Linked DNA regions of Mus musculus: all the other regions are linked to region 6. The links are chromatin contacts, called in public ChIA-PET, Micro-C and promoter capture Hi-C maps. All regions are on one chromosome and are shown on one strand. Each heading gives the region's core, a stretch centred on a gene start, on an enhancer-like site or on the middle of the called end of the contact. The rest is flanking DNA. Distances are from core to core; before and after follow the strand shown.

Evidence for each region. Promoter capture Hi-C pulls out the DNA fragments that hold promoters and counts their contacts. A called contact is a pair of places that touch in the nucleus more often than the background predicts. ChIA-PET counts read pairs in DNA pulled down with a chosen protein or histone mark.
Region 1: a Micro-C map of embryonic stem cells shows a contact between it and region 6, with 3 times the contacts expected there. The contact joins the promoter of Zbed3 here to the promoter of Iqgap2 in region 6. A contact is called at or near these places in 1 of 484 Hi-C or Micro-C datasets (embryonic stem cells) and 3 of 115 datasets of contacts at active chromatin or transcription factors (embryonic stem cells, memory CD8 T cells and pro-B cells).
Region 2: a promoter capture Hi-C map of embryonic stem cells shows a contact between it and region 6, with 2.5 times the contacts expected there. The contact joins the promoter of Ankdd1b here to the promoter of Iqgap2 in region 6. A contact is called at or near these places in 4 of 39 promoter capture datasets (embryonic stem cells, hippocampal neurons, liver and 1 more) and 1 of 115 datasets of contacts at active chromatin or transcription factors (acute myeloid leukemia).
Region 3: a contact with region 6 is called in an RNA polymerase II ChIA-PET map of memory CD8 T cells, with 11 read pairs. The contact joins the enhancer-like site here to the promoter of Iqgap2 in region 6. A contact is called at or near these places in 4 of 115 datasets of contacts at active chromatin or transcription factors (bone marrow-derived macrophages, memory CD8 T cells, microglia and 1 more) and 1 of 9 other capture datasets (liver).
Region 4: a Micro-C map of embryonic stem cells shows a contact between it and region 6, with 2.9 times the contacts expected there. The contact joins the promoter of Cert1 here to the promoter of Iqgap2 in region 6. A contact is called at or near these places in 4 of 39 promoter capture datasets (cranial neural crest, hippocampal neurons, liver and 1 more), 5 of 484 Hi-C or Micro-C datasets (CD4 T cells, Th1 cells and embryonic stem cells), 4 of 115 datasets of contacts at active chromatin or transcription factors (effector CD8 T cells, embryonic stem cells, memory CD8 T cells and 1 more) and 1 of 9 other capture datasets (pancreatic islet).
Region 5: a Micro-C map of embryonic stem cells shows a contact between it and region 6, with 4 times the contacts expected there. The contact joins the promoter of Aggf1 here to the promoter of Iqgap2 in region 6. A contact is called at or near these places in 8 of 39 promoter capture datasets (the SN4741 cell line, cranial neural crest, embryonic stem cells and 5 more), 11 of 484 Hi-C or Micro-C datasets (the Ba/F3 cell line, the G1E-ER4 cell line, the N1E-115 cell line and 5 more), 5 of 115 datasets of contacts at active chromatin or transcription factors (embryonic stem cells, fetal liver, forebrain and 1 more) and 3 of 9 other capture datasets (adipose tissue, liver and macrophages).

What each region holds. Positions count from the first base shown.
Region 1 is chr13:95,323,486-95,326,281 of GRCm38.p6, forward strand. Zbed3 (zinc finger, BED type containing 3) reads left to right here and starts at 1,340. Exons shown (of 2, transcript NM_028106.3): 1 at 1,340-1,859.
Region 2 is chr13:96,469,664-96,472,488 of GRCm38.p6, forward strand. Ankdd1b (ankyrin repeat and death domain containing 1B) reads right to left here and starts at 1,556. Exons shown (of 15, transcript NM_001369169.1): 1 at 1,277-1,556. The coding sequence starts at 1,448.
Region 3 is chr13:96,509,507-96,512,339 of GRCm38.p6, forward strand. The region is part of intron 3 of Polk (polymerase (DNA directed), kappa); the gene reads right to left. Among named protein-coding and RNA genes, the nearest start is that of Polk, 32 kb to the right of the region's middle. Within about 2 kb of position 1,310, at least 177 of the 459 cell types and tissues checked have an H3K27ac peak or open chromatin away from gene starts, as enhancers often do. A contact at or near this core is called in bone marrow-derived macrophages, liver, memory CD8 T cells and 2 more, where this site is marked.
Region 4 is chr13:96,541,448-96,544,186 of GRCm38.p6, forward strand. It overlaps Cert1 (ceramide transporter 1), which reads left to right and starts at 1,288. Exons shown (of 18, transcript NM_023420.2): 1 at 1,288-1,812. The coding sequence starts at 1,717. It overlaps Polk (polymerase (DNA directed), kappa), which reads right to left and starts at 1,132. Exons shown (of 15, transcript NM_012048.3): 1 at 880-1,132.
Region 5 is chr13:95,374,014-95,376,954 of GRCm38.p6, forward strand. Aggf1 (angiogenic factor with G patch and FHA domains 1) reads right to left here and starts at 1,344. Exons shown (of 14, transcript NM_025630.3): 1 at 833-1,344. The coding sequence starts at 1,045.
Region 6 is chr13:95,890,584-95,893,431 of GRCm38.p6, forward strand. It overlaps Iqgap2 (IQ motif containing GTPase activating protein 2), which reads right to left and starts at 1,339. Exons shown (of 36, transcript NM_027711.1): 1 at 1,081-1,339. The coding sequence starts at 1,126.

The DNA.
Region 1 (2,796 bases), core at 90-2,589, 570 kb before region 6:
GAATCTTTGAGGTAAAAAGACACACCTTTAATCTTTTGAGCCAGAAAAACCCCACCCCTAATCTGGGCCACGCCTTCTGCTGGAAGCCTATATAAGGACACGGGAGAAGACAGCTTTTTGCTTTTTGCCACTGTACTCTGGCCTAACTGGCAAGTCCATCGCCAGCGGCGGCGGTTACTCCTGCAGGATTCCAGCTTCTATTGAAGACCAGCTGAGACACAACTACTAGATTCTTGGATTTTCCATTCATAGACAGCTACTGTTGGGTTAGCTGGACCACAGCCTGTAAGTCATTCTAAAACTTCCCCCTTTCTCTATATAAAGAGAGGAATTCGGTTTGTAAGTTCTGTTACTCTAGAGAATCCTTACACACTTTTTAAAATGTGTTTTCGTTCATTTGTTTGTTTGTTTTACTGGTTTGCTGGGTTACAAAAGAATATGATCAAAATATATTGTATGAAAACATTTAGGTCAATCTTGAAAGAGGGGAATCTAATAATCTCGCCATTGCAAAAGTATTCCTTTCGTGATACCCAACAAGATTTTTCTTTTCTCTGAAATTCTTGGCATAGAAGAAAGTCAACAAATAGGTCTATCAGGTGTGTGTGTGTTTAAGTGAGGAGGGTTATAATATTTCCACTGCAAAACACGTGCTCTGCATGAGCAAGGTGCTCCTCCCCAGCGCCACTTGAACCAAAGCAGTTAACATGGATTGTATTACCTACAAAAGAATTTCTTGGTTTTTTGGTTTTTTGTTTTTTTTTGTTTTTTTTACATTTATATCTTTTTGCTTATTGTCTTCTAGCAAGGCTTCGTGCCCATTGTTCATGTGACTTACTTTGACTAATAGAATGTGAGCAGAGCAGTATGTGGGCTGAAGAGATGATTGGGGTGGGGGGGCGGGGAGTCGGTTACCGCCGATCCATCGCCCTCTTCTGGATTCCACTGACACTGCACCCATGCATGCACAGACACCCACCACCACCACCACCACGCAAAAACACTAAATTAAAAAGCAACAAATTAGTGACTTTTGTTTTGTTTTTATGAATGAAGGGCAGAACGTGCCAGCTGTGCGTTAAGAGCTAACTGGTGCGTTCTTGAATTTGGCAAGTCACTTCCTTGCGACTATTTATAGATTAAAAATCTGTATGGTGGGAATATTTGAACGGCTGGAACAGCAAAACGCTACACAACAGGATTGCCCGTCAGCCTGCAAAGCCCCAAGGCTCTCGCCCGCACCTCAGCGGGCTGGTCTTGAAAAAGGTTTCTCTTTCCACCTGGAGCGTGGAATGCAGAAACCCGCCTTAGAACGCAGCCGCTAGCGGCTGATGTAACTGTAAATCACGCAGACGCTGTTAACTGAATATAATGAAGACAAAGGTAGTTCCCTGTGCTGGTGGTTTGGGTGGACACCTTTTCCTCCTAAGACCTTGATTGCAAGGACTTCTGACTAGTGCCATATCAGAGGCCTTAATCTGTAAGAATGCGAGCGAGCAGTGCGCCCAGCTGAGGATCTGGACCCGCTGAATCCAAGGGCTTGGAAGGTTAACGCGCAAACGTGCAGAGCCACGGTTAAAACGCTTTCAGCATCCCTGCGCTATTATTGCACCGTTTAAAAACCTCCGACAGATTTCAATTCGTTAAACTAGTTCTCCATCCGTTACTCTAAACTCCTCCCGGACCGGATGGTTTAGCAGCGGCGCCCCGGCGTCCAGACCACGCGTCACCGCCCCCCATGGACGCCCCGAGACGCGCAAATTGAGCGCTGTGTCTTTAAGGGGGAATCGGCCTTTTCCGTCCAGGACAAAATGTCTGCGAGGAGCCCGGAGGCGAGGGGCGACCATCGCGGCGTCCGGGTGAGCGTGGCTGGCTGGGGCTCGGTGGCGTGGCTTGGCTTGGCGGGAGCGACCGCAGGGACACCAGGGGCTGCAGTGATCTCAGGGGCCCGCGGGGACGTCCGGGATCGGAGAAACCGCGGGGTGGAGGGGTGCGGGGGACGCCACGCAGGACCTCGGGGACTTCGGGAGCCCCTAGGCCGTGGGATCCAGGGTCGCAGCCGCGGGGTCTGCAGGGGATGCCTACCACCCCAGGCTTGGCGGAGGGGCCCAGCCTGCGGGCTTCCGGAACCTTCTGGAGCGTCTCCGCTCTCTTTGGTTAACCAGCTCCGGGGGGTGGGGGGTGGGGAAGAGGGGGAACTGTCCCCGTAAAGTTGCCTCGGTGGAGAGTGACTTTGAGCCTCATGCGCTAATTGCGACTTGGTTAATGTTTCCCACCTGTGTGTGTGTGTGGAGGGGGGGGGGGGGGCTGTAAGAAAACCGGTGTAAACCAGAGTAAACCAGAATCTCCTCCTCCACTGGACACAAAAGAGTTTCCTGATCCGGGCCTGGCTCACTGGAGCCTTTGGTTGTGCAAGCCTTCTGTGGCCGGCTTAAAGCTTTACTAAAAAGAATAGGATTTTCCTTCATTGGAAAAAAAGTACCTGCCATTGCTGAGCTCCAAAGGTGTTTAGAACAGCTGTTGAATAGTTTCGTGAGTTGAGATAATTAGTGGTGTTCTGAATTTTTTATTTTATTTTTTTTTTTAAGACGGGGTCTGTTTCCTTGGGTGACCTGAAACTTGCCTGTGTAGACCAGGCTGACCTGGATCTTACAGAGACTACCTGCCTCTGCCTCCCAAGGGCTTGGATTAAATTCATGGGATTAAATTCCTGGTGATTCCAGTACTGTTTATTAGTGCACACTTTGGCCTCAAATAGTTCAAGGCAAGTGACAATAAGAAGCATAGGAAATGTTG
Region 2 (2,825 bases), core at 306-2,805, 580 kb after region 6:
ATCCACCCCCCCCACCCCCACCCCCGCGCCTTTCTCTGCCTCTACTACCCTCTTAACTCCCCTCCCCATGCCCTGAATAAACTCTATTCTATACTATACCATCCTGGTCCCTCAGGGGGAAGGGATGCCTTGGCACGGACCCGCTGAGACATCCCCTTTCCCCATACCTCACCACACCTCCATAGGACATATTCCCCCTTTTCCTTTATCTTTTTATAAACACATCACTAACCCCACTCACTAAAAGATTTAGCTAGTGTGGAGCTTTCAACCCTTAGAAGACATTCACCATCTGAAGTCTAACCCTCTCCAGTCTCAGTAGCTCTCAGCTTCATTCACCACGACCCTCAATGGCTGGGCCTTCTCGCCATTTTAATCTTAGGGACTCCACGTCTGCATCCGCTTGACTCTTGCTTGTCTCAGTTTCTACCTGAACCTCCCGTGGCTGGTTGTTTCCTCTCATTTGAGTGCCTGCCCAAACATGCTCTTGTCTCCTGACCTAAAGTCCTCCTGTGCCCTGGTGCCACCCAGGTCACTTTACTTGGTGGCCTTTCCCTAAAATTGTCACCCCTGTAACTTCCTTGTTCATGATCCGTCAGCCTCCTCCACAACAGAAATCGAGCCCCACAAACCCAGGAGCTGCCTTGTCCTCCTGAAACATCTCTTGAAAGTACTAGGCCCTAGAACATAGTCCTGGAAGAAACTAAGTAACTGCACATTATATTAAGGAAACGATACACAGTTGCCAAGGCCGGGGCTTCAGGAAAGAGTTCACCTACGCGAGCCCATAGTGTGCCCTGAAGATACACGAGTCCTTTATTTTCCGCTCCTGAAGACTTCCTCTGTGTAGCCTCGCTCAATTTGTGTTATTATTCCCGAGGCATAGCTGATCTATTCCCCAAGCTTTAGAAACCTAAACCCAACAAGGTTAAGTGACTTGAAGTCACACAAATAAATCTGCGCGCAAACCGTGATTTAAGACAAAGGCACAAGGAATTCTTTCCTTATCTGGACAAGGGCTTACTCATTTCTTTAAACAATCTCCTCCTCCGCTTAGAAAAAAACGACCCTCCCATCCAGAGTATAGGGTGTGGATCAACACTCAGTGGTGACAACTTCAAAGCTAAAAACCAGCCAGTAAGGGGGCGAGGGGCAGCATTAGAGAACATCCTGAGGGTTGCCAGGTACCTGTATCCTTCCAGGCTTCAGTGAGTGTCCCTCTAGTTTCTTGGCCTGAGCCCACCCTCTGCCCATCACACCTCATCCCAGGACTCACAGCCCTCATGTCCTGCAGCTGCTGTCTCCGGGTCCTGCACCTCCGGCTTCGGCATCCTGGCCAGGCTCCTCCAGGGTCTGGTGGCTACATCCCTCAGGTTGGCCTTTAGGCCCCTGGCTGCCTGGAGCATCGGAGCCCTCGCTCCGTGGCCCTGGGCACTCTCAGGGTTCATGGTCACCCTTGCTGTAGGGACCCCACTAAGGTGTGGAGCTGGACTGCAAATGCGCCACGCAGGAGCGCAGGACTGAGCCTGCTCTCTTTGGAGCCAATGGCTAGGCACAGGCCCTCCGTTCTCCAGCCCTTCCCTGTCTTGGGCTGGTCTGCGGTGTCCGCCTTTAGGTGTGGCATCCCATGTACTCTAGGGTTTGGCTCTACACAAAAGGAAACGTTTCTAGAAATCTACAAGCCCTCGGAAATGCTCAGTTCATGATCCATCAGTTCCCTGTACAGTTTAAAAATATCTGGGTTTGATTTATAGTCCATACTCATTACTGGAAATTCAATATTAAATACTTCCTAGTTGGGATTCCAGAATTTCCTCCTTGAAAAAAAAAGACTCAATTTTTCATTTGATAGTCATGAAATTACCAGTTTTCTTGGCTGGTCTGTTAGAAATTAAAATAATTCAGAAACAGGTCCAAGAAATCCTGACTCTTCAAATAAACTTCAAATAAAAGAGGTAAAATGACTTTTATTTTCTGTTATGAATTGGTGAGGTGTTTCATTTTAATATAAATTATATAATATTAGGGCTGGAAAGATGGCTCAGTGCTCAGCAGCACTTACCACTCTTGCAGAAGCCTAGAGTTTGAATTCCAGCACCAGCTCTGGATGGCTCAACCCAGCTGTTACTCCAGCTTCAGGGCTCCCAATGCCCTCTTCTGGCCTCAGTGGTACTCACATACAATGAATTTAAAATATATATGATATCGATGTCCATTTAAAGCTTGCTTTGCTTTCTAATTACTGTGCACCAAATTTTCAGTATTAAATTCAAATCAGTGTTTCTCGATGTATCAAGGGAAAAACCCAACATGACAAAGTGTACCTAGCAGAGTTCCATTTAGAACTTAAAAAAAAAAAGGCCTAATCTTTATAGTAGGATATTATGATCAAAACAATAGCAAGTATACGACAATGAATACTAGTAGAAATATAAGGCAGGACTAACATGCAAAGTATCATATGTGAATGGAAAATGGGATACAAAACAATATAAATAAAATCCCAACTACCAGATGAGAGTGTACAGGAAAAGAGTATCAGTATATTAACAGTGGAAATCAGACTAACTCCACAGAATTCTGAACCATGTTATTCTAATAATTACAGCACACAAATCGCTTCCAAACTCCCAACTGGGCTCTCTCCGTATTAAAGCTCTCAACAAGATAAGAAGCATTGTGATTTTATGCTCTGCACGAGTGATTCTCAGTCTTCCTAATGCTGCCTGCGACCCTTGAACACAGTTGCTCATGTTGTAGTGACCCCTAATCACAAAATTATTTCTTTGGTACTTCATAACTATAATTTTGCTACTGTTATGAAT
Region 3 (2,833 bases), core at 60-2,559, 620 kb after region 6:
CCCACAGTGGGCTGGGCTCTCCCATGTCAATCACCACAGCCTGATCTTATGGAGGCATTCTCTCAGTTCCGAGTCTCTCTTCCCTGAGTCTAGCTTCTGTTAGGTTGACATAAAACTAGCCAGGAGAAGAGCTAATATCTGAAATAGTTATTCTATACCAATATCAATTAAAAACTGAAGATGTAGCTTATTTTTCATAAAACTTTAATATACATGTCAAATATAACAATGCAGAGTTGTAATCTTTAAACTTTTTTGCCTGTTCAGAGAAAAATTACTGGGTTGAAAGAAAAAAGAGAAGAGAACACGGAGAGAAACAAAATAGGCGAGTAAAGAAAAGTTTACATAGCAAGCATCCCCATACCGTTTTTATGGGCAGCCTCTACTAATGCTCTATATGTGCTTGCCCAGGTTACCCTGCAAAGGGCTATGGGACAGGTTTAATTTTGTCAACCTATAGGAAGCTGCCTAGATCATTAACATAAATCATAACAGAAGACAGCCATAAAGCAAGCACCGCATACACAGCACATGGAATCTACTACTGAGAGGAGCAACGGAGGCAGAACACAGTAACCAAGGAGAGGGGGAAACAGCTCTGGAGAACCCAGTGAGCGCCTAAAGGAAGGCAAAGCCATCAGGGGGAGAGCTCGCTGTGCCTGCCCATCCCCCATGAACGTGCTGTCTTCAGCCTTGCCCTCACTTACAGAATACTTGTTTCATGGTCTTAGGACAGACACACCAGCCACCCACCCACTAGCTGGAGATTAAAACTGCAGCTCTTCTCTTAGGAACAAGACCCGAATCCCATCTGCCTGTAGCAGACCCTGACAGTGTACACAGGCCTAACCTTGCTGAGCCTACCCCTCTCGCTGACCTGAGGGACTCTGCCTTCTTGGGTTGCTCCTATCTAGAATACCCTGAGCTCTGTCACAGGCTTCATGGGTCAACTCAAATATACTATGAAACTCGGCTGCAGCTTTGTCTTCCATGCCAGAGAACCAATGCTCTCTTGCTTGATTTCTTGTTTCCACTGTGGCCCTTATTATAGTAGATAAGCTGTAATAATTACAATATGCCTAAAATATGAATGAAGTAAGAATAAAGGAGTGGCACCTGAAATATTTTGGCTTGGAATAATATAGAGAAGCAGAAGATAAATAGAAAGCCAACCGCGAGGGAAACCTCCTCACACTCATGATTAACGCTGGGACGGTTTCTTCTGTGAACTTCTCTCTTGTACTCGATGCAAGCGTGCAGCTGCCCAGAGGAAGCCTCACAGTGTGACTCATCTCTTCCATCTTCCTTTACTCTCTTCTTAGTCACCCACCCATCCTGTCTGAACGCTCTCTGCTCTCCGCAATGCACAGCGCCTGCCTTAGCTTCCCAACATTTCTCCCCCTTTACTTCTCGATCATGGTTCGTTTATCACTTTCCCCTGAGGCCTTTCACAGTCTACTTGGTGGCTGTAACATTTACCTTCTTCTTCCTCCTGTTACTTCTGAGAACTCGTGTGTCACCGGGGCTAAAAATAAGGACCTTCCTCTGGTTCTCAGTAACGCTTCTCATTAGGCACAGGACAGTGGCTATGTTAGCCCTCTCTTACAATCTTTAATTCTAATAAACTAATGGCAAAAGGTTGTTGAAGGAATGAAGAGATGCTTGCACAACGTGTTCTTGGAGAGGGGTATGGCAAGGGCTCGCTGACTACCTCTCATTCTAAGGTAGAAGGGACAGTTATGGAGTATGTCAGGTGTTAAGTTCTTCCCACAAAAACTCACTTACTAGTCAGAATAATTCAGAGATTACAATTATTAGTCTTATAAATGAGAAAATGAAAGTTTACTAAGATTAAGAGATTTGTTCTGAGTCATAGAGCTGACGTGGGAGAGCTGGACTTGGGAAACAGGTTACACCAAAGTTTGTTTTCTTTGTCTTATCTTTTCTAACACAGGCTTTGGTTTTTTGTCTTTGTTGTTGAAGTTGTTTGTTTTGGAAACTATATGTAGTCCTGGCTGTCCCAGAACCCACTATGTAGAACAGGCTGGCCTAGAGCTCACAGAGACCCATCTGCCTCCTGAGTGCTGGGGTGAGAGCTGCAAATACCAATTGTGGCTAATAGACTTTGAACAGTCTTTAACATTGTGTATCCACACTCTATACTAATTTCTTTTCAAAACCTTCAATTTCTACTACATTTAGGACAATATTTGGAAATTCTGCTTTTTATTTTGACTTAGTATCTCCATAAAGTCTACTGAGTTGGTCCAAGTTAGCAAAGGCAGTTGTTAAAATGGTCGAAATGCACGGATTGGCTGTGTGGCCTCACTTAACAGAATGTGGATGCTCGTTTATCCAGTTTACGAGCTCATTAGAAGATAGTTTATATGATAACCAGATGCCTGCCTTCCAGGAGTGTGGTGAGGGTGGAGTCCAGGGGAGGATATTCAAAGAGGGTCCAAACGAGCTGCCTGGCTCATGCATGCAGACTTCTTACCTCGGTCTGACCAGCAGGAATTTACACTATCATATCACACATAATCAAATCTAGCATGTGGAAAATGTGAGTCCAAAATAGAAACATTTCCTATGAAAACATCTTCGTTCTCTGAGACCTTCTTGTCTCCTTGGGACTTCCTCAGCCTCCTCCCACGCACACAGCTTCTTTTAGAGGAAGCTCAACAAATGAAACAATTAAATAATCAACATAAGACACATTTCCTACCACTCCTGCTCTGAGAGATGCCAGCGAGGCTCCCAGCAAACACTGGGCACAACTGGAACAAAAGCTGAAATTCTGCTGCTCAATGGAAAGCACTTTCTAGTTCTCCAG
Region 4 (2,739 bases), core at 38-2,537, 650 kb after region 6:
TTTATTCATTTGAATATCTTTCAGTTATGTTTGTCATGATTTTACGATGGAAAATCATTTGTATCTGACATACAGTAGACTTAGATTCTACTGCATTTAGTCTCCAGGAATGCTTCTACACAAGAACTTCTCAGGGCTACTTCCTGTCATGTGGAGTGTAGGACTCTTCGATTGCTCCCAGAGTTTTTGTTTGTTTTGTTTGTTTGTTTTTTCTTAGTCATTGTGCCTTAACACCCCACCCTACCCCCAAACACTCAAAATTTCTTACTTTTCCATCTGGGTAGCAGGTAGAAATTCTTTCTGCAGTTAAATAAGGAATTTCAAAGTTGGAAATGATCAGGAATTTGATAGCTACCTATTGCCTAATTCCTTATTATTTAGTAAAACTCGCATTTTGATCTTAATGATAGAAAGTTTCTATCCAAGTTATCCTGTCTTCCGGGGAGGAAAAAGATGGTTAACATGGGTCTCCGGGGAGATACTTGTTCACAACTAAGAGAAAACTTCAGGATATAATATGACCCTAATTTCCTTTTTAAGAAGTTCTTTAAACGTTATTTGTTCTCTGACAACCTCAACATTAATTGCACGAGATAAAAATTCTATAAATTAACAGTGAGAAAATAGTCTGAAGGAATTCTTCCTCCAACAGCAGTAAACGTCAAATATTAAGTCTACTTCCGAAGACATAGACAGTAGTCCTTCGGAATTAACAGTGACGGTTTTAGAGAGGAAGCAAATCTTCAGTTTGCGACTGGAGAGATCATAAACTCCTAACCTGAGTGAAGCGACGGAGTCCCTATCATTTTTGCCCAGGCAAGTTGCAAAGATGTTCCCGGGCTTTCCGGAAAGCAGCGTCGCACAGCCCACCATCCTCACCTGAGGGTTCTCACGTCCCGGCTCGCTGGCTCGTCACAAACACGCAAGGCAGAATCGGAAGCCAGGCTGGACGGAAAGGGGCACGCAACTCTCAAAAGAAGCCCACTTGCCTTCAGAAGGTTCCCCTAGGCAACCAGCCTTTAGGCGCGCCCAGGACACACACCAGTTGCCTAGGATTGCGACTACAACTCCCAGGAGGCTGCGCGGCGGACGGAGCGCCAGCCTTCCCAGAATGCAGCGCAGCGGCTTCCCTGTTCAGCTTTCTCCTCTCCCGGCTCCGCCTCCTTCCCTACCCGTCGTCACCCGGGAGGGCCGGAGGTAGGGAGCGTCGCGAGCCGCCGGGAGGGGCCCGGGGCGGGGTGGAGGGAGGATGGGAGGACGGAGGGGAGGGAGCTGAGAGAGGAGGGAGGGTAAATAGTGGACCCGGCAGGAAGATGGCGGCTGTAGCGGAGGTGTGAGTGAGTGGATCTGGGTCTCTGCCGTTGGCTTGGCTCTTCCCGTCTTCCTCCCCTCCTCCCTCCCTGACTGAGGTTGGCATCTAGGGGGCCGAGTTCAGGTGGCGGCGCCGGGCGCAGCGCAGGGGTCACGGCCACGGCGGCTGACGGCTGGAAGGGCAGGCTTTCTTCGCCGCTCGTCCTCCTTCCCCGGTCCGCTCGGTGTCAGGCGCGGCGGCGGCGGCGCGGCGGGCGCGCTTCGTCCCTCTTCCTGTTCCCTCACTCCCCGGAGCGGGCTCTCTTGGCGGTGCCATCCCCCGACCCTTCACCCCAGGGACTAGGCGCCTGCACTGGCGCAGCTCGCGGAGCGGGGGCCGGTCTCCTGCTCGGCTGTCGCGTCTCCATGTCGGATAACCAGAGCTGGAACTCGTCGGGCTCGGAGGAGGATCCGGAGACGGAGTCCGGGCCGCCTGTGGAGCGCTGCGGGGTCCTCAGCAAGGTGAGCTGCCCCGCGGGGACCGTGGATCCGCTGCCGGGACTCACCTGCCGCGAGGCGAGGGGGAGCCGCTCGGGACCTGGGGTGGGGCTGGACTGGAGGCACCGACTGTCCCGGGGCGGGGGCTGCGGAATGTGCTGGGGTGCGGGGCCGAAAGGTCGTCTTGGAATGAGTGCCTGGCCAGGGATGGGATAGGAGGTGCTTGGGACTGTCCTTACCGCTAGCCCCCCAATTCCTGGATCCTGTCAGCTTTGGCGGAGGACCTTGGAAAGCTTGTATTAAATCCGTGATCTAGTTCGGGAGGCAAGGTGCATCTGGTAACTTGGAACCCAAGGCCGCAGCTGTCTGGGGTGTAGGAATCTGGGTTGGGCAACCCGTGGTGTCTGAAGAAGTGCTGGGCAGGAGGGCGGTGAAATCGACCTTTCAGACTGTATTTTGGAGGCCCCTACCAGAATGGGGGCAGGTGCTGTTCGGCTCTTAATTGGTGTAACTTAGGCAAACCAGTTGACTGGGTTTGGCCTTGAAATCTGAGATAGTAAACTTTGAGGTGTGAGTGATCTTTGGTGTAGGAAGCGTGTGCGGCACTTTTGTACCTTACCCCCTCCTTGTCCAAGTTCAGAAAAGAGCTATTGAATTGGCAAGCTGTGGATAAGAAATATTAATAGTAAGTTGGAACGTGTCAGAAGGAAGACCGACCTTTAGTTCAGGAAAAGGAGCGTTATTTAGTAATGCAGTATTTGTACAGAAAGGAAAGACATTTTTTGTTTTGTTTTGCCTCTGTACTTTTAAAAGCACCGTTTCAGCTTTCTTTCTTTCTTTCTTTCTTTCTTTCTTTCTTTCTTTCTTTCCTTTAAGCCTAGATAGAATTTATAGGGCTGGAAATAAGTGATCTTGTTAATATTTCACAGTGTGTTGTATTTTACGTTTTTG
Region 5 (2,941 bases), core at 94-2,593, 520 kb before region 6:
TAAGCATCACTGTCAAGCATCTGCCTCACTACAGATTATGAAAATGAAACACATTTCTAGTATCTGTAAGAAAGGCGGATGTACCTTCCTACAAGTGAACCCAAGAGGATAACTGAGGTCACCTTACACATGGAGTATGTTCAAGAGTGTAAAACTAAACTATGTTCCTGCTTTTAAACGTCACTGCTGTACACTATTATCACCCTGACTTTATAAACAGCAGGGAAACACGAGGTAGGAAATGGCATTCTAAGTTCTCAAAAGGGGATGGGTGGGTGTTGGCTCATGCCTGAAATCCCAGCCTAGGAGGGAGTCTGAGTTTGAGTCAAACTTGGGCTGCATTTTAAGACCTAAGCCAGGCTGACCTGCGTAGATTCTCAATTGAATCCCAAATGTGTGTGTTTGGGGGGCGAAGGGGGGGGGCGGTGGAGAAAAATGCAAGCCCACAACCTCAGCACTTGGGAAGTGTTGACATGGATCAAAAGTTGAACTTCAAGGTCATCCTCTGTTACACAGCAAGTTCAAGGCCCCAAATGGAGATTTCGTATCAACCAAAATAAGAATTAAAAACTCAACCAAACAAAACAAATAACAAAAAACTCTTAAACGTGACCCCCCCCCCCAAATAAATGCGCCCATTGCCAGTAGGACAGACGATCAAGACCATGTAGCCCATGCTGAAGTTCATTCTCGCCTGCCCTGAGACAACTGCCCAAACCAATTGGCTGGCACTGGCCAACTGGCTCCACAGGTCTTTGGGATTTTGACCAGCTCTGGGCTGTCATGACTTCCCAGGGTCCGTGGAGCAGGTCTGGCCCCGGCAGCCGCGTACCTGCGTGCGGAGCTCCTGGTTGTCGCTCTCGGCGTTGCGGTAGAGTCGCTCCGTGTGCTGCAGCAGCTTCTCCACCTCCCGCACCTGCCTCCGGCAGCTCCGCAGCTCGCGCTCCAACTTCTCCACCTTCCGCCTGAGCTGCGCCAGCTCCGGCTCCGGAGAGGCGGGCGGCGGCGGAGAAGGCGAAGGCGGCGAGGGCGCCTCGGAGGCCATGCGGCCGTGAGCGCCGAGCCCGCGGGGCGCGGACCGGGCTGCTTAGGACGACACCGGGGCCCACTGGCCCAGGGGCCACTGGAGCGCGCGGGCTGCGAGGGGCGGCCTCACGCTCGGACGACCGCAGCGGGCCCCGGCCATGTCGCCCCCGAAGACGGCGGCCGGGACTGCGAGCTTGGGGACGAAGCCGACTCTACCCGGGCCGCGCGGACACCCGCCCGGTGACAGTCTCCGGGAAGCCAGCGGACGGGAGAACTAAAGCGAACCCAGCGGAAGCCTCTAGTTCCGGGCTGAGCCGGAAACGCTAAGCCGGAGGAGGGCGGAGCCAAGACGGAAAAAGGAAGCGACGGAAAGCTAGAAGGGTCTGATCGCGCTGGTACACGGGGCTAGGAGCTGGGTACAAATTGGTGTTTATGTGCCCAAACAACGGCCTGTGTTTTTACTTCCGATTGTTTCCCTTGTATTGTAGTGTAGGAGTTTGAGTCCGATTGGTGAAATGTTTCCCCATTCAAAATCGAGGGTTCTTCCAATGTACAAGTATTCTTAGAAGTGCACTTTGTAAGTTCGCCTTATAATGGGAACTTTAACATTGAATTCTCTTCCCAGACTAAAGGGATTCACACGACATAGCTTTGTTAAGAGCATGTCCTTTACATAGCTTTGCAAGACCATCACTATCATCTGTCCCGTTCCTGTTACTGGAGGACTACTTATGAGCTCTCCTTTAGTCTGTTACCATAAAACAACCATATAATCGCGATGGTTCTGTAGGATGCCTTTTTTTTAAAAAAAAAAAAAATATGAATAAAAAAACCTTACTTTTATACATAGTCAGTATGTGACCCAGCAAAGCCACTCCTGACTCCCAGTCAACATATCACAGAGAGACTTGGCATATTAATTATAATAGCTAAGTTACAAAACCCGACAAGGTGACTAACAACAGTGTTGTGAATTAAGGAAGATATGGCATATATACGCAATGTATTTTTAAACGATAAATTAAAATAAAATTAAGTTATTTGTAGCAAAATGGTTTATATTTACAAATAGATATATCTGGAGATACGGAATTAAGCCAGTTCCAGAAAAGCAAATACCATGTGTTTTCTCTTACACATGGTTCCTAGGTTTTGTATAGATTTATAAAATCATTTATCTATATTATCTGATCTGCTAATAGCATAAATAGATAAGGATAAAGATAATTATTTTTATGACATGAGAGTAACAGCAACTGTGTAGGGGAAGAGAAGAGATTAGTAAGGGGGAGAAATGAGGCCAAGGTAAAGGAAAGAATATACTTAATGTAAAAAAAGTATGAAAATGCCCTTATGCGACACAGTACTGTGTACAGTGAATATATACGATGGGGCTTTTTAAAAGACTGAAGAGAAGTATTTATTTTCATTTTGTGAATTTTTCCAGTGTTCGGCTACAAAGGTTAAATAAAATCTTTACTCAAAAGTACAGAGTCACATGTGGTGATACAAGCCTGTGATTCAAGTACTCAGAAGACAGAGGCAGGTGAACTGACAGCCTGTGGCAGAGCAAGTCCCTGGCCTGCCAGAGCTGCAGAGCAAGAAAAGCTGAGGCAGGAGGATCCTGGGTTCTTGTCTGGCCTAGGCAACATAGCAATATGCTGTCCTGAAGAATAGCAACAATCTTAGTAAGAAACAAAGAGTTAGGCTTGGGTTTAGCTCAGTAGTAAAGCTTGTGTTAACATAAGTGAGACCCTAGGTTTGATACCCAGTACCAAAACACACATAAACATGTGGGAAGCCACATGTGCCGTTGCCAGGTGGCACTGGCTACTGCTGGCTACCACGCATAAGTTTTGGGCAAACAACCAATGTGTACATATGCAGTAAAGTTTTTTGCCAAGTCACTGCCTGG
Region 6 (2,848 bases), core at 89-2,588:
GTGTGTGTGTGTGTGTGTGAGAGAGAGAGAGAGAGAGAGAGAGAGAGAGAGAGAGAGAGAGAGAGAGAGACTGACTGACTGACTTAGGGAAGTTGGCGACCCTCTTCCAAAAATTTCATCCGTGCTCCTACCAAACACCACAAACCACATGAACACACTAACTCTGTTGCAGTTGTCACCACCTTAACCTAAACCTGGTACTGCGTCTAACAAGACCAGTCCAAGCAAAAGATTAACCCATGGTTCGTGGCCATGCGTTTGTCGACAGGGCCAACCCGGGAGAAGAAGCCAGCGTTCTGTTTGTTTTAAAGGAAATACTTCCTAGCGCATATTTAGGACTCTGAACTCTGCACAAGGGGCCACGTGGTTGGCGATAATCTGGCTCCCTCTTGTTAGTCAAAGCCACCTCTTTCCGCCGCCGGCAGCCCGGGGCTGGGTAACCGACACCGTCACTTTCAATCAGACCGGCTCAGAGTCTGTCCTTACAGAAATCCTCCCGCGCAGGAGATCGGGGGCGGGGAGAGCCACCGGGAAAGTGGCTGGGGGCGGTACGTGTCCCTGGAGGCCTTGGCTGGAAGGGCCTCACACCTGTGGGGCCTAAGTGGCTCTAGCTGCTCAGGTGAGGCCCAAAAGAGACTAGTAGGAGAAGCCTGCCCTTCCAGGAAAGTGCCTTCACCTCTCGCAGAGCGCGCGGGCACAGGAGCTGCGCTGCCCACCTGTAGCGACAGCAAACAAACTTTCCGCCCCTTTTGGGTGGGAAGCATCGGATCCCCTACGCCACCCTCTGGCTCGAGCCGGCAGCGCCCAAAGCAAGGCGGGCTCCTCACCTGATACCCCTAAACCACAACCTGATCTGCACCAGAGCTGCTGAGGCTTGCGAGGTGGAGGGACTTAGCTGGAAGCTGCAATTAGGAATTTGGAAGAAAGGGGCTTGGAAATCCGCGCCCTGCTCCTTTGCAATTCCAATTCTCAACTTTGCCAGCCGCTGCCCTCCGCAGCGCGCCCTCAAGCCCCTCGGCCTCCCCAACGCCGTCCCAGGGAGAGGGGCGCCCCGAGATCAACGGGAGCCCGAACACTCACAGCCGTAGCGGGGCCGTTGCAACGACGGCAGCTCTTCGTGCGGCATCCTGCGCTGCTCTGGGGGCCCTCCCGGGGAGCGCCCCCCGTGGTTTCCCTCGCTGGCCAGGCTCGCGGGCTCCGCGCCCGGCGGGCGCGCTCCGATCCCACCTCTGGGCTGCCCTCGCCCGGCTTCTCGGAGCTGACCGCTCCGCTCCCTCGGTGCTCCTTCACTCGCGCCTGCGGCGGCCGCGTCTCGCTGACACCGGGGCAAAAGTGAACTATCTCCTCCCTCGCTCGCTCGCTCGTTCGCCCGCCCGCCCGCCCGCCCGCCCGCGGGCCGTACCGCCTCCCCCAGCAGGTTTCCTTTCTCCTCCCGCCCGGCCCCGTTATTCACCGCGGTGGGAGCGCGCCGCCGTGCAGCGACCCCTACTGGCCGCACAGCGCAGCGCCCGGTTGCGAGGACCCGCCTCCCGCGAGAGGAAGGGGCTGAGAGGCACCCTGGACCCCTGCAGCTGGAGCCCAGCGCACAGATGGAGGGCGACTTGGAGCATCCGGAGGGTGGAAGTGAACCAGCGCAGGGAAGAGCAAGAAAAACCACAGCAGACCACAGGCACCCAGTTCGCCTGGGTGTTGCTCAGTGACTGAGAGACAAACATTGCAGTTCCTTTTCCTCTAGAGAGATTGCACGGGGACAACCCTCACACACTCACCTCCCCACCCCACCCCCGAGCCCCGCGAGCGCCTGCTTCTCGCATTTAGGGGTATAAACGAAAGTTGTTTATGACTTTTGGCTTACGAGACACAGGATTCCCCTTTCTTGACAAGAAACGGTAAGGGTGAGCTCGTGCGCGGGCTGCAGGAGCAAGATTAACAGCCTCCAAACAACACTCAGAACACAACTGCCAGTCATCCGCCCACCCCTCTGCCAGCCCGCCCCCAATGTGCAAAACTGTCGCTCAGGCCCAGCCGGGGTCGCACAACCACAAACCCCTTTCCGGCTCAGCTTTTGAGACAGAAACCACAAGTAGCTGTTTTAAAAGCACGGTTTTCATGCGGTTGCTTGGAGCCTGGAGGAATGTGGGAGCCCCCCCCCCCCAAACATGGGCCACTGCTTTTTCACAAACGTGGGGCATGTGGGTGATCACATGACTGAAAAAAAATCATCAAAAGAGAGGGTCATAAGAGATGATTTAGCCGAAGAAAGGTGGTCTAGCGACACTAGTCACCTTTAATTAAGCAAATCTACAGAGAGCAGCCAGCTGCTTTCTGGGAGACACAATGAACTCTTGAAACTTGAAATTCAGACTCTTGGACCCCGCCCCGCCTCCAGTTCCGTTGGTCTGAGTTGAGGCTCATGAACTTGCGTTTCTCACAAGTGGTCAGTGAAGCTGAAGTTGTGCCAGCCTATGAGTTAGGTGCACAGGAAGAGGGAAGTCTCATCAGATGAGAGCGAGAGGATTCCCCACCCCCACCCCTAGAGACATTGGATTCTCACCCTGTTGGAATGGGATGAAAGGGATTTTCCTCCCCACAAAAGTAGATGCTTCTAATGCTATGGCCACAGGTCAGCAATACTCATCCTGTGACCAGCCTGTCAGCCAGGCTTCTTCCATGTCTCAGAGACGCCATGTTGGACTCTAAAACGCACTGCGTATTCTGTGCATCAAAGATGAACTCCTCACACATCAGTTCTCAGGATGAACACCAGGATGCAGGGCCTCAAGAAGTAGATGGTCTATGTGAGGAGAGGTGGGAGGAAATCGCTGTAAACCACAATGGCCTGAGAAGG